Regions from separate parts of the Mus musculus genome. Here region 1 is linked to region 2. Evidence: chromatin contacts called from public Hi-C data. All regions are on one chromosome and are shown on one strand. The core of a region is the stretch at or near the end of the contact, and the rest is flanking DNA. Distances in the headings are between cores, read along the strand shown.

Evidence for each region. Hi-C and Micro-C count contacts between places; a contact is called where the count stands out from the background.
Region 1: a Hi-C map of uterus shows a contact between it and region 2, with 9 times the contacts expected there. The contact joins the promoter of 9530026F06Rik here to the enhancer-like site in region 2. A contact is called at or near these places in 61 of 484 Hi-C or Micro-C datasets (the AtT-20 cell line, CD4 T cells, CD8 T cells and 34 more) and 3 of 115 datasets of contacts at active chromatin or transcription factors (astrocytes, bone marrow-derived dendritic cells and embryonic forebrain).

Annotation. Positions count from the first base shown.
Region 1 is chr1:61,376,933-61,379,962 of GRCm38.p6, reverse strand. 9530026F06Rik (RIKEN cDNA 9530026F06 gene) reads right to left here and starts at 1,531. Exons shown (of 5, transcript NR_040483.1): 1 at 1,407-1,531; 2 at 795-953.
Region 2 is chr1:61,058,372-61,061,514 of GRCm38.p6, reverse strand. No RefSeq gene overlaps it. Among named protein-coding and RNA genes, the nearest start is that of Icos, 82 kb to the right of the region's middle. Within about 2 kb of position 1,399, at least 4 of the 459 cell types and tissues checked have an H3K27ac peak or open chromatin away from gene starts, as enhancers often do. A contact at or near this core is called in Th17 cells and uterus, where this site is marked.

The sequences.
Region 1 (3,030 bases), core at 282-2,781, 320 kb before region 2:
CAGAGTCCTGGGGTTCCAATGTGCCAGTCCTAATGAAGCCGCATTGTTCAGCCCATTCTTCTGCCCACAACCCCTGCACCCGATTAGCATTTCCTCTGCTGGGTTTCCCCCGAACTCAAACTGGAGAGAAGGAATGGACCGTTCGCACAGCCAACTCCGGGAGCAGAGTGTGCGGAGCCTTATATTTCTAGTTAAAAAGCAATAAATCTTAAGTCAGGTAATGAATTCCATTCTGAGTAATTTCATTATGGATGTCTATTCAGAGGTTCTACAACACAGGCAGGGTGACTGGAAAACCTGCTCTAATGTGCTGGCTTTTTTCCTTGTGCCAAATTAATGGTGAAGGCCTTTGAAGGGATGCTTCATTTAGGCTTTCTTATTATCAAAAATATTCTACAAGCTGGAGCCGGGGCCTGAGTGCAGTTGTATTGCAGAGGGAGATCTTAATCTTGGATCGATGGCTGGCAGAAGTCCACTACTAAGGGAGCCCTGCGCTCTGCAATGCAGACTTCCACCCCAGGCCTGGCAGCTCTCTGTTGGGGTCTAGAAGGGAAGCATTCGGGAGGAAGGTCTGGGGAGTGATGCTAACAAGCAGACTTCCTCTGTGGGGTTTCTTTTAGTAAGTCCTGCAGGACCAAGATGATTTATATGCGTTTGGGTCCATGTCCTTCTCTCCGGCTCAAACTCTGTCTTCCACGTTTTCTTGCCATGATGTTATATTCCCACTCTAGAACCTTAAATTGTCCTCCCTGGGATTCAGTGTGCTTCCCTACCTTAACACACACGTTCCTCACCTGGTCTCTTGACCCGCGCTTCTGATTCAGTAGCTGCGAGGTGCCGGGTCCCAGACTCTGCTAATGTAATAAGTCCCAAGCTAGACCACACTTGGAGTTGGAAGGCCTGAGAATACACCAGTGCTCAAACTTGGACTTGCCTGAGAATCACCAAAGGGTCTGTTAAAACAGAGATTCTGAGCCTCACCCTGAGTTTCTGACTCTATGAGTCTGGGAACCCGACCAAGATTTGCATTTCCCATCAGTTCCCACCGATGCTAAAGCTGCCTCCCGGTCGGTCGAGGCTGCTCACTTGAGAACCGTGGCTCCCGAGTGATAGATCTCAGTGTTGCCTGCGCATACCTATCAACCAAATAAACATGAGAAGATAGACATAAATTCCTAGCTCCAGCCCAGCCCTAATGAAAACAGAATTCGGAGTTGGAGTCTCCTCTGCTGCGGCACTCATGATATGTTACGATGGAGAGAGAGCCGCATTGCTCTGAACCATGGCTGCAGCATAGCTTCTCTATGGACAGATGGGAAAACAGGTCTAGGCACTCTTCCTCTAGTGTGCATGGTACTGTCCTATCCCAGAACTTGGGTTAAACAGGTTCTTTTTATTCAGATTACCTCCTCTGTGCTCTGTCAACACCGCCTCTACCGCCATCTATTTCCTGGTTCATCTCACCCCGCACTGAGGTTTCCTGAGCAGCTGGGTGCTGTCCATTCTGAGCGTCCTCTAGACAGTGTTTCTTAATTCCAGGAGTGACTTGCATTCCGACCTCCCTTCCTCGCCCCTCCCTCCTTCAGTTCCCTGTCCTTTTGAACAACCCTTGCAAGACCCGTGTCTGCACTAGGCTTGCTGGTCATGCTTTGTGAGTTAGGTCTTGCTCATTCCGCAGGCACCCTTCAAAGCTTTGGGGTCCATTTCACCCCCTGTCAGCAAGTCCTGTTCTCATATCAATGGAATTGTTCTGTTTGTTACTCTGTGGTCCTGGACATGTGCCTTCTTCATCTCTCCTACTCACAGGCTGTCTGAGTGTAGGGATTAGATCATGCACATCTGTATCTGAGTGTAGGGATTAGATCATGCACATCTGTATACGCCTGCACCTTTCACCTCGACACAGGTGCTCACTTTTTAAAAATGAGGCCCATGGAAAACGCAGCAGCACTGCAGTCACCTGCAAACTGGCCTACGTTGCAGACTCTCAGTCTCCACCCACATCCATGAATCAGCATCTACATTTTAACAAGAGGTGTGAGAAGCTGTGCACTCTAGGGGAAAACGGCAAAATAGTTAAGAGAAATGGCTTCTGGTCTAGACCTTGAGGCTTGGGATGTTGGAGTGAGTATCAACACCATCTCTCCACATCTCCAGTGGGAATAAATACAACTAATAAAAGTCTCCTTATCCAGGAGCATTAGCGAAGAAAAGAAAATGTAAGTAAACCCCTCAGAACATTGAAGCACTCAATAATGCAACATCAGCTATCATTGCCCAATTAAAAGTGGTTAACTTTAATTGAATTCTAACTGCTACCTACAATAGACAAGAAAAATGAATCACGGCTCTGCATGGATTTCAGAAACATGAAATGTCAAAGGTAATAAATAAAAATATTAAAAGCCCTTTAGCAATCATTAAGGAGAATACCGAATAATTCCTGTATCAAGCCGTAAGCGCTCCGGTGCGGTGAAACCTTTAAAATAACCATCCCCCAGTTTTTTGCTGTGTCACTAGCTTTTCTTCTCCTGTGCAGTCTTTTCGGGCTGCTTTATTCTGCTCCACCTAAAGAATAACTTCATATAGTGAATTTTGTTTCTCAAGACTCTTGGATCTCCCTGTTGCCTTCAGGATTACCTGAGCGGCCATAAACCGCTGGGCTTGCTTGGCTGAAACCTGTGCACACACTGCCCCCTAGCGGGTCCTTTCTGTCATCACGCTGAAAGCCAAACCAAAAAAAAAAAATAAAAAAACAGACCAAAACAAAAAACCGAGAGCAATCCCTCGGCTTGCCCCTGGCTCAACATAAAAGCTCTGACTGCCTGCCCAGCTTTAAAACTAGCACCAAGCCACTGTGTGCATGAAGCAATAATAATTTGCAGTATTGTTGGAATTTACTAGAATCTGTGAGGCAGAATCTAATATCTAATACTTGGGTTTAATTCCCTCAAATGTTAGAAATGAAGATATTAACAGTGAGTCTAGAATGAAGATTAATTTGAACAGTACACATCCGTGTCTCACAGT
Region 2 (3,143 bases), core at 150-2,649:
GACCAGCTTGAGCTAAATCACAAAACTCTTTCAAAAAGAAGGGAAGAAAGAAAAACAGAAAGAAAGAAAGAAAGAAAGAAAGAAAGAAAGAAAGAAAGAAAGAGAGAGAGAGAGAGAGAGAGAGAGAGAGAGAGGGAGGGGGAGGGAGGGAAGAAGGGAGGGGGGAGGGAGGGAAGGAGGGAGGAAGGGAAGGCAGAGAGGGAGGGAGGGAGGGAGGAAGGAGGGAGGGGGAGGGAGGGAGGGAGGGAGGAGGGGAAGGCAGAGAGGGAGGGAGAAGATAAAGGAGAAAAGGAAGAGGAAGAAAGAGACCTTTCCAACTCCAAATGATTATAGCTTTAAATAAGTCATCATATCTCTAAGCAGATTCCTAAAATATAAAATAAATAAAAAGAAAAAAGGAAGGGAACTTTGGATAGCAGAAACTTCTAACATTATATTAGATAGATGCTTCTCACTCAACTTCTGCAGTCCACTCTCAAGGAAGATATTTTTATGCCCATTTTGCAGATAGGAAACTGAGTATCAGATGGTTAAGAAATTTGTTAAAGGACTAACAGGCAAAAAGTAGAAAAGATTTCATTTATTCTAAAGTCTTAACCACACAGGGGATGTGTTTCAATGGTATCCTGGGAATGCTCAAACAGAATTTGGCCATCTTATCAGTTTTGCTAAATTTTGTGTCACTGAGGGTACTCTCTTGGCAGAGCTGGGCCACTTTGGTGGGTCTGTGAAAGAGCAGATCCAGAGGGTCACCTCTATAACCACACAGACAAAAGTCTGTAAACTACTCCCACCTTCTCTTCACAAACGCTATAGTGCTGCTGCAGCAACCACCCGGGCAGTCAGAACCCCAGTCCCCTATCCCAAGCACTTCTGATCTCCTTAAATAAATACAGAGAAGTTCTAAATGTCCAGAAAGCAAAGGTCGAACTGAGAGCTAAACAACATTAAATTATTAAAATTCCTGAATATCAAATAAAAGTCCCAGACACTAGGTAAATTAGTGGGATGTTTACACTCGAACTGGATAATTTCTAATCTAATTTGTAGTGGCATTTGGAACATTGCTGACCATTTGAAATAAATAGTATGTTATCTTAGATTTGGATGATTAAGATACTCTGCAAGGATCTGTTTCATAGTACAACACAGGCTAGCAAAGGAATATTGCTTTCAGAACGACTACTGCCAAACTGGGATTGTTTTCAGGATATACATGGCTGACGATAATTGTGTGCAACATCAATCTTATCACCCTACAGAAAACTCAAACAAGCTTTCATGGATAATAGCTGAGGCAGAAATAAACATGATTTAGAGAGCTTTTATTCCAGGGGGTAATTGTTCACTCTGGCCAGCAGTTGAGAACTATAAACAATGTTCGGGAAGTCAGAAACAAATGTTTTAATTTTAGTGAGTTAAAAAGTTCGCGAAAGAACATCTGAGAAGAACAAGACCCCTCTTGGAAGCGTGAGTGAAAACGACTACGTCCTCAGAAGTGCGGCTTTCCAGGAGAGCGTTTGGAGAACTGGAAAGTTGGACTCCCTTCAGCCCAGCTTCCTAATTTCTGCATCTCTGGTCTCCTCTTGTGCCAAGAGAAAAAAAGCAAGGCAAGTGTGAGAATGGAAAATGGATACTTTCTGTGATGCTTGCGGGTGTCACAGCCCTCATGTCTCAAGGCAAAGTGTCTAAGAGGTAACGGCGACTCATCGGGACAGAATCATTCTGGACCAGTTTTGAACTGTATCAGTGAGTAGGGTGACAAGAGCATTCCAGCAGTACATTGCTAGGTTTCAGGATTATAAAATATTGATTTCAGAAATGAATAATATGAACCAGGAGTTCATGCATAATCGTGTTTAATGTCAGATTCAGGTGTATGGGTATGTAGGTGAACCACATTCTGGTCAATAAGTATTAAGAACTACTGTATGATTGCATGTAATGCCTGCATTGGAAGAGACAACATTATCCAATAACCTTCTGGGAAAAGGAAAAGGGAAGAAGTAGGAAACCTAGCAAAGATCAAGTCCATGCCAGCTGTGGTTCTAAGCCTTTTATCTTTAATGAGGCAATGCTTCAAGGGACACATTAGAATTTTATGAATGAAGTGTGAATGAGACAGTTGTGAGATGACATGACCCTATATAAAAAAGCCTCATGGCTAACACACCCAAGCTCAATAGTTCATGAATCTTAGGGAATAGCATAGATAGAAAGGATAAAATCATTTATGAGTGACCACTACAAGTGTTTTCGTGAAGAAGGTGGTCCTTGGAGTAGATTTTCAACACACATGTATGGTGGTGAGACATGAAACGATGTCTGGATGAGAAGTTGAATGCCATAGCAAAAATTCACATAAGCAAAAGTAAAACTCCATTCATAAAATATGCATAAGACAGTGGCCACTGGATAAGATCAGATGGAGAAATTCTGGTCAGAAGAGAAAGTACACTTGGCAAAGTGTAGTACATGGAAACTCAATGAGAAGAAAAGACTTAGGTGTTGAGATGCTGTTTGATAGGAGAAAAAGCAATTCAAGTAAGGTTGATGAAGAAGTTCTTAGCCACTGAGGCACACAGTCCTGTCTTGACATCATTAGAGAATGCGTTATGAAAACATGGCTGCTTTAGGAAGATAACACTTTGTCTGATATGGTAGAAACTAGAACAGGAATAAAACCCTACACAGAGAGATGAGCATATCCCTTTCACATGACCACCACAGTCTGAACTAGAGTCACAGAAGTAAACAGAGAAAAAAGGAAAGTGGTGGGCTAATTTAAAGGAAGAGTCTATGGGACTTTGTGATACAGATAGATAGTTACAATGAAGTGTGTGTAGGTGAGTTCTAGATCTTCTGCTAGGCAGTGGAAGAACCCTTGACAATATATGCAAAGGTTTAAAATGAGTACATAAAAATCAGCTCCAGCAAGCTCTGGAAGCATCCATGATTTAACTAGCTAGCTTGTCTTCACCCAACACATGCTAACAATTAAACGCGGGAGCTAGGGAGAAGGGCTAAAGAGTGCAAGGAATGGTTTATAATGTTTACCTTTCAGTCCAAATATTATCTTTCTGTAAGAGATTTTCAGAATGAGGGCAAGGGACTTCAGAGTAACTCCACAGTGTGGAGTGATC